2 separate regions of the Sus scrofa genome follow, and region 1 is linked to region 2. A link is a contact called in public HiChIP or PLAC-seq data. All regions are on one chromosome and are shown on one strand. The core of a region is the stretch at or near the end of the contact, and the rest is flanking DNA. Distances in the headings are between cores, read along the strand shown.

Region 1 (3,336 bases), core at 517-3,016, 45 kb before region 2:
GACAGTTGAACACCTGGCTGAGAGCCTACTGGTGCCTATGATCTCTGCATCCTAGGAACCAGCTTTGGGTCCACAGGAGTGGCAGGGACCCTCACATTTTCCTAGGACCCTCCTATAACTGGGGCTGTTCCCAAGTGAGGCAAGCACCAGCTTCAGAGACGGTCTCATGAGACGTAGTCACGTAGTGGGCATGGCTGTTCCTGGCCTGGAATCAAGCTTGACAGATGTTGCACAAACCCCCAGAAACTCATGACTCAGAGGAGAAGGCAGCATCCTGTGTGACTCAGACAGAATTTGCTCAGCAAAGACTAACACCTTCCCTCTTCGTCTCTATCACAGTTCTGAGCACCTGCTCCTTGCTGGTCCTTTAGGCATGAGGTCCCCTCTCCAGGTTGGCCGCTCTCCAACATTCCCTTGCCCCTTCCGTCCCCTTTGGGGACCTGGGCACCCTTTAGAGGGGTTTATCCCCTTCTCCCAGAAAGGCCGAAGAGGGCAGGGGTTTGCAGTCCAGGACAAGAGGCTGGAGAATCATTAGCTAAGACCAAAGCAGCAGCAATTAGTTACTTATTTTCTGCAAAGACAATCACTGTGGGGCTGGGGGAGTTTACATGCTTCCTCTGCTGCTGGATGCCAGACCATGGGGACAAGTTACCACTTACGGAGCAACCATGTCGTGGTACGCACTTGATTAGCTCAATAATGGCCATCATTATGCCTCACGAGGTAAATATTATTATGTGCATTTGATAGGCAGGGGAAGGGAGACTCAGAGGGGTTGAGCAATGGGCCTCCGATGGCACAGCCCGCAGGTGGGTCACCAGGTTCAGGGCTGGCAGTCTGGCTCCAAAGTACTTCCTCTTTCCTCTCATCTGGCTCACTCATTCATCCAAGTCTTTATTTATTTAAAAAAAAATTTTTTTTGTTCTTTTTATGGCCGTGCCTGCAACATATGGAGGTTCTCAGGCTAGGGGTCCAATTAGGCTGTAGCCGCCGGCCTACGCCACAGCCACAGCAACGCAAGATCCAAGCCACATCTGCGACCTACACCACAGCTCATGGCAATGCTGGATCCTTAACCCACTGAGCATGGCCAGGGATCGAACCCAAAACCGCATGGTTACTAGTCTGATTTGTTTCCACTGCACCACAACAGCAGTTCCCTGCAGTGAGATCCTTACCTCATGGTGCTATAGTGGGAACTCCCTCATTCAAACTTTTATTGAACACCTGCTATGGATTGGGCTATACCAGGAGCTGAGGATACAGAGCAAACAGCTGGAAAAAAAATCCCTCTGTACACAGAGATCTCACTCCAGTGGCAGTGTCTAAGGAAGGATAGGCTGGCAAGCGTTCTCCCCTAGGTGGCAGCATCCATGTGGGCCATGGAAAGAGCCTTGGGTAGGGAGCTGATATGGGTACGTCCCAAGGCTGCCAGCAACTTGTGGGTCATTAACTCCCTGAGTGCTTCCACCATCATACTGTGCAGGAAGGGGTGGGACTAGGCATGGTCTAAGCTCCCTGGACAGGCTGCAGTGGCATCACTGGCTTCTAAGATGTAGAACATCAGGCCCCACCCAGACCTACAGGATCAGAACCCGCATTCTAACACGGTCCCTGGTCCTTCTGGTGGTTTGTGTACACATTACAGTCTGAGCAGCTCTGGTTAGGGTTCCTCTTACCTTGTGCCTTTTCAATAGCCTCCGGCTAGGGACGGCACTGACCAGCAGAGGGCACTGTGGGGAGGTTTCCCCTGTACCCAGGTTGTCCCCTCTGTCCCCTCCCTTCCAGACCTAGACTGCTAAGTCCACTGACTTATGGGATCCCCAGCTACTCCCTTACCTTAGCTGGACTTTGCCAACAGACAGGGACAGAGTCCCCCACCCTCCTTTAGGGCGTCCGGGGCCAGGGCTCTGCCGGGAAGCAGAAAGCGCCAGGCCACACCCGCCTGGATTCCCCGCCCACCTCCACTTGTCTGCTGGCCTGGTGACGGGGTCAGGCTGACCTCTCTATTTCTCAGAGAAGGAACTCCTGTTCCTGGACAAGCCGGCAGCCTCTGGGAGCACTTACCCGGTAAGGGGAGCACCCCCTGGTGCAGCTGGGGAGGGTTGGGTATTCCGACGACGGGGCCACCTGGGGCTCAGGGGAGGAGCCTGGCCCGCTCAGCCAGACCTGGCAGAGTGTGGAGACCCTGCACTGGAGGAGGCGAGGAGAAAGGGGCTTGAGGGAGGGCCACTGCCCAGGGCATGTGAGGACCAGGGGTCAGCGCTACGAGAATATAAACTGGGCTGATGAATGCTGCCTAGGACTTAGGTTTGGACTCATTCATCGCAGTACAATTTAGATCCTTCACTAACTAGAGACGGTTCAGGGATTGAGTTGACGCAATAGGAACTGGTGACATGGGAGAAGAGTTGAGTGTTTCCTTAAAGGATAAGAGCAGGGCTTTGGCCCAGGAGCCTAGATCCTTGTGGTGGAGGAGGCGATTCCCCAGGGACAGGTGATGGTGGCATCCTTAAGGCCCCCCATCTGCGGAGAGTGCTACCCAGGATGATCCTGGGGCTGGGACAAGGCAAACTGGAGGCGGGGTTAATAAAGAGTCAGGCGTGGGGCTGGGGTGACGGGGCTCCGGTCTGCACTGACCTGGTTGCTGTGCTGTAGATGATCGACCCTTCCCCCTCCTGGGGCTAAGGGGAGGATAGAGAGCTGTCAGTCTTGGAGAAGGGGGGCCGAGCTAGAGGGGGAGGAGTTAACCTGCTGCAGAACCCATAATGAATGGGGCGCTGTGAGACACCCTCCCGATTGGAAGGGTGGGCAAGGGAACTCCGCTGGGCCACCCAATGGGGTGCAGGGGATTTGATTCTGGTCTTTGGAGGTGTCAGGGGAAGGTTGTTGCTATAGAAACAGCGAGCCCCCCATTTCTTTCCCCATATCTGGCACCTTGGTGGGCACAGGGTGGGGGGGTACCACTTGCTGTGGCACCAAGGATGTGCCTTCAGCTCCTTCTATTTATTGTTTCTTCAATTTATCTTTGTGTCTCTCTCTTCCAACTTCATTTCCTCTCGCAGTGGACAGGAAGAGACCCCCCCGGGGGGAACAGAAGGGGCAGAGAAAGAGAAAGGGGGTGTTTCTGGAAGCTCTTGTCGTCTCTGCTCATCCTTCCCTTCTGCCTTCAGTTGCAGCTTAATCTTCTACCCTCTGTCCCCACTGGGAGGGGAGAGAAAACTTGGCTTCCTTATCTGTGAAATGGAGATAAAAATAACAGCTAGTTCATAAAGTCGCTGTGAGGCTCCAATGAGCTCGGCCACGTAGAGCGCTTTAACACCCTGGCACGGAGTA
Region 2 (3,731 bases), core at 995-3,494:
TGCTACAAGCCTATTGGCATCCCGCTGGCACCCCGCTGGCACTCCATCATGTGTCCTCTCAAGGACCACGGCTCTTGGATACAGTGCTTTCTAGAATACCAATGGTCATCACGACAGCGGGGGAAAGAGAAGCCAAAAAGCCACGTCCTAGCTCTTAAAACTTTACCTCAAGTGACATGCGTGACTTCTGCTCACCTTTCAAGGGCCACAAGTCATAGCATCACATCCATGTACCACAGAGTAGAGGTGTGTATTTCTCCCACAGAGAGGGGCCCTGACTATTTGGGACAATAATACAGTCTTTGATGGAAAGCAACCAATTCTGCCTAAAACAGCAGTCGTATGCTGTTTGAAGTCTGACAAAAAATGACGGTCAGAAAAGATCTGAAGGAAGCTGCCATGTGGGGAATTGTATTTTCTCCCCTGAAATGATTTCATGCTTGTTGGAGCCATCATATTCGGAAATCCTTTTGCTGTCCTCAAATATTGATAAGTAGGACCTGTTTAGTCACATAGCTATTAGCCGCATCACTCCAGAACGCCCTGGCATACGCCTAGTGGTGGGCTGAATTTTCTCCCAATTCCTATCTCTGATCCCCCACCTTTTTTCCCACTTCCTTTCTTCTCTGAGCTCCAAAACCCTGTGACTCCTCCGTGGTCACCTAAGATTTTCATACTCCTTTCTCAAGAGACTGGTAATTTCTACTTATGGGATTTTCGTGCTATTGGTCCAGTAGAGCAAGGGGGTCTTAGGAAGTCTTTCCGTCTGAGGAGCTGAATTTCCACCACAGATGTGATTCACTGAGAGAGATTAGCATTTTTTCTGTTCTTCATCATTACTGAAACATTTTTGATATTCAATCATCCGGCCAGAAAAGCAATGACTAAAAATCACAGCTATTAAAGCAGGTTAGGGGAGTTCCCATTGTGGCTCAGTGGGTTAAGACCCTATATAATAGTGTCCATGAGGATGCAGGTTCAATCCCTGGACTCAATCATTGGGTTTAGGATCTGGTGTTGCTGCAAGCTGTCGAGCAGGTTGCAACTGCAGCTCTGATTGGACTCCTAGCCCAGGAACTTCTATATGCTGTAGGTGTGGTTGTAAAAAGAAAAAAAGAAGAAAAAAAAAGTGCTTTGAAGAAAGAAATACCTGAGGTCTATTTGGTACTTTATTACTGTTCTTTGGGCCAGTCCCGGCTCACTCTTACTCTGTATGCCTAGATCATATCCCCAAGTGTCTGTCCTACTCCTGGAGGGGGAGGCAGTACCCTCTCTTGTGGCTCTGGGATGTGTCACCAGCAGCCATCAGAAACCTTTCCTTGAGGGAGGTTTTTCTGTTTCCTTGAAGGGATGTTTCTGGGCCACAGCCACAGGCAGCCTGTCACCCACCTGGCAGGGAGAGCGCATGAAAAAGGCAGCCTTATTCACTTTTTTTTTTTTTTTTTTCTTTTTGCCTCCTTATCAACTGGGACAGTTTGTTTTTCCCTCTGACTCCTGGATACAGAATTTCAGGACTGAAAAGGGGCCCCCCTGCTGTTTCCTTCAAGAGACAAAATACAAAGAGTGTAGCTACTGACAGAGCATCATTACATTTCAGTGCGAAGAATATTTATAATTGTGTTTTCCAATCAGACGTTTTCCCAGCCAGTTTATTTACCCTGTTTTTGATTTTGAGGCCCATTTCCTACTTTGTTTTGTTTTGTTTTACTGGCCTTAGCGGTGTCTTTTGTGAGCGGGTAATTTGCTCTCTGGTCTCTTAGCAACCAGGAACTTTTCCAGCTGAATCAGACCTTGGAGTTGCAAAGTTTATAATGAACCTGCTGAAGGACAGTATCTCTCCCAGAGCCAACAATTTTAAACCAATGTTTGAACAAGAAAATTAACCGGGGTTTCCGGATACCTACGCTCTTAAAGGCAACGTCAGACGAAACACGCGTCCCTGGGTCCTGGGCCCAGCTGGCCCAGTTTTTGTCCTCTGCTGTGGCACCAGCCACTTCCGCTTCTCTGCTCCTGGGCTGCTGTGAAGCAGAGGGAGCCTGCCCGGAGAGGGAAGGACCGTGCCCTCCCTGGAGGAGGTTGAGTTGGAGGTCCAGGAGTGGCGGGATCACGTGTCTCCATCAGTTTCACTCCCTGCAGGTTGATTTCGTGCCCACAGTGGGGTGAGGGCGCTGGCTGGGAAATGCAGGGAGAGCTCTCAGGCTAGTGAAAGACATCAATAAATCACTTCCTATCCAGAGCTTAGTCTGACGTGTGAGATCTAAACAAGGACGACTGGAGGACGGAGGAGAACTTGGCCAGGGGAGTGGGGTGAAAGCTTGTGCCAGTGACCGCCCTGGAGGCAGGATGGAGAGTGGGTGAGGAGGCGGGGCCACCTCCCTCCACCTTCAGCAAGGATGCGGGGTGTCACACCCTCCTGGCATAGCTCACTCGGGGGCAGGGAGCCCCAAGCTCAGTTATTAGCCAGTGTGAGTGTTGACTAATGCTTGGAGTTACCTACGGCTGTGTGAAAATAACACCCCAAAGCTTAAGGATCCAAAACACCGCTGTTTTATCGTGCTCTCAGATTCTGTGGGTCAGGAGGTACAAGAGGGCAGGGCATGGCTCTTCTTTGCTCCTTGGTGTCTGGGGCTTCAGGCGAGAACTTGAATGGTGGAGGTGTCTTCAACCGCTGGGGTCTGGACCACTTCGAATCCAGTTTCTTCACTCATAAGTCTGGCAGCTGGGCTGGGCTGGCTAATATCTGCGTGTGGCCTCTTTGGCAGGGAGCTCTCAGGATCGTTGGATTGGAGGCTCGAGGCTCAGGGTTCTAAGAGCAAGTAAAGTGTCTCCGAGCGGGAGGCAGAATTGCATGGTCTTTTGCGTCCTTGTCTCGGGAAGCTACGTGGCTTTGCTTCCATACCCCCTATGGCTACAGCATCAAGGAGCCACCCAGATGAAGAGCAGGAGACATAGACCCAACTTTCAACAGAAAGAGGTTCAAAATATTTGCAGTCATGCTGAACTCACCATACAAGGAGCCAGGGGTCCTGACTTCTTGTCTGACTCTGCCTCTCACTTGCTGTGTGACCTTGGGTTAGCTGCTTCTCCTCTCTGAGCTCTGGCTTCTTCATCTATTCAGTGAGGGGTCACCAGGTTTATTTCAAGTTCCTTCTCAGGAGCAGCAGCATGGCAAATGCTCTTTATTACCTATTGGTTCCAAGTAGGCTTATTATTTTTCTTTTTTTCTTTTTAGGGCCGCACCTGGGCATGTGGAAGTTCCCAGGCTAGGGGTTGAATGAGAGTTGCAACTGCTGGCCTACACCACAGCCATAGCAATGCGGGATCCGAGCTGCATCTGAGATCTATGCTGCAGCTTGCAGCAATGTCCCAGATCCTTAACCCACTGAGCGAGGCCAGGGATTGAACCTGCATCCTCACTGACGTGATGTGGTTCTTAACCTGCTGAGCCACAATGGGAGCTCCCCAAGTGAGCTGAATTTTAACTATAGGAATGGACCTCCAGTTGAATCATGTGCATAACTGGGTAGATATGCTTGTTAGAATTTTCATGCTATTGGAAACTTGAGGGAACCTGGCCTAGCACCCTCTCTAAACTGAGGTTTAGAGAGGCTGAAGTCCAGGAATAATATAATGATGGACATTAACTGAGAAATAGAACCTGGGCCCCTGACTCAGTCATCCTGGATGCTTTCTGCTTACCTTATTTTTTATTTTTATATTTTTTTTCTTTA

The links. HiChIP or PLAC-seq counts read pairs in DNA pulled down with a chosen protein or histone mark.
Region 1: an H3K27ac HiChIP or PLAC-seq map of skeletal muscle shows a contact between it and region 2. The contact joins the promoter of UNC5CL here to the enhancer-like site in region 2. A contact is called at or near these places in 5 of 47 Hi-C or Micro-C datasets (brain, embryonic fibroblasts, epiblast stem cells and 2 more) and 1 of 2 datasets of contacts at active chromatin or transcription factors (skeletal muscle).

Annotation. Positions count from the first base shown.
Region 1 is chr7:36,345,839-36,349,174 of Sscrofa11.1, reverse strand. UNC5CL (UNC5C-like protein) reads left to right here and starts at 1,766. Exons shown (of 9, transcript XM_013977897.2): 1 at 1,766-2,070. TSPO2 (translocator protein 2) reads right to left here and starts at 2,148. Exons shown (of 4, transcript XM_021098667.1): 1 at 2,068-2,148.
Region 2 is chr7:36,301,129-36,304,859 of Sscrofa11.1, reverse strand. All of the region lies in intron 1 of LOC106504407 (a long non-coding RNA gene), which reads left to right. Among named protein-coding and RNA genes, the nearest start is that of TSPO2, 44 kb to the left of the region's middle. Within about 2 kb of position 2,244, at least 18 of the 83 cell types and tissues checked have an H3K27ac peak or open chromatin away from gene starts, as enhancers often do. A contact at or near this core is called in skeletal muscle, where this site is marked.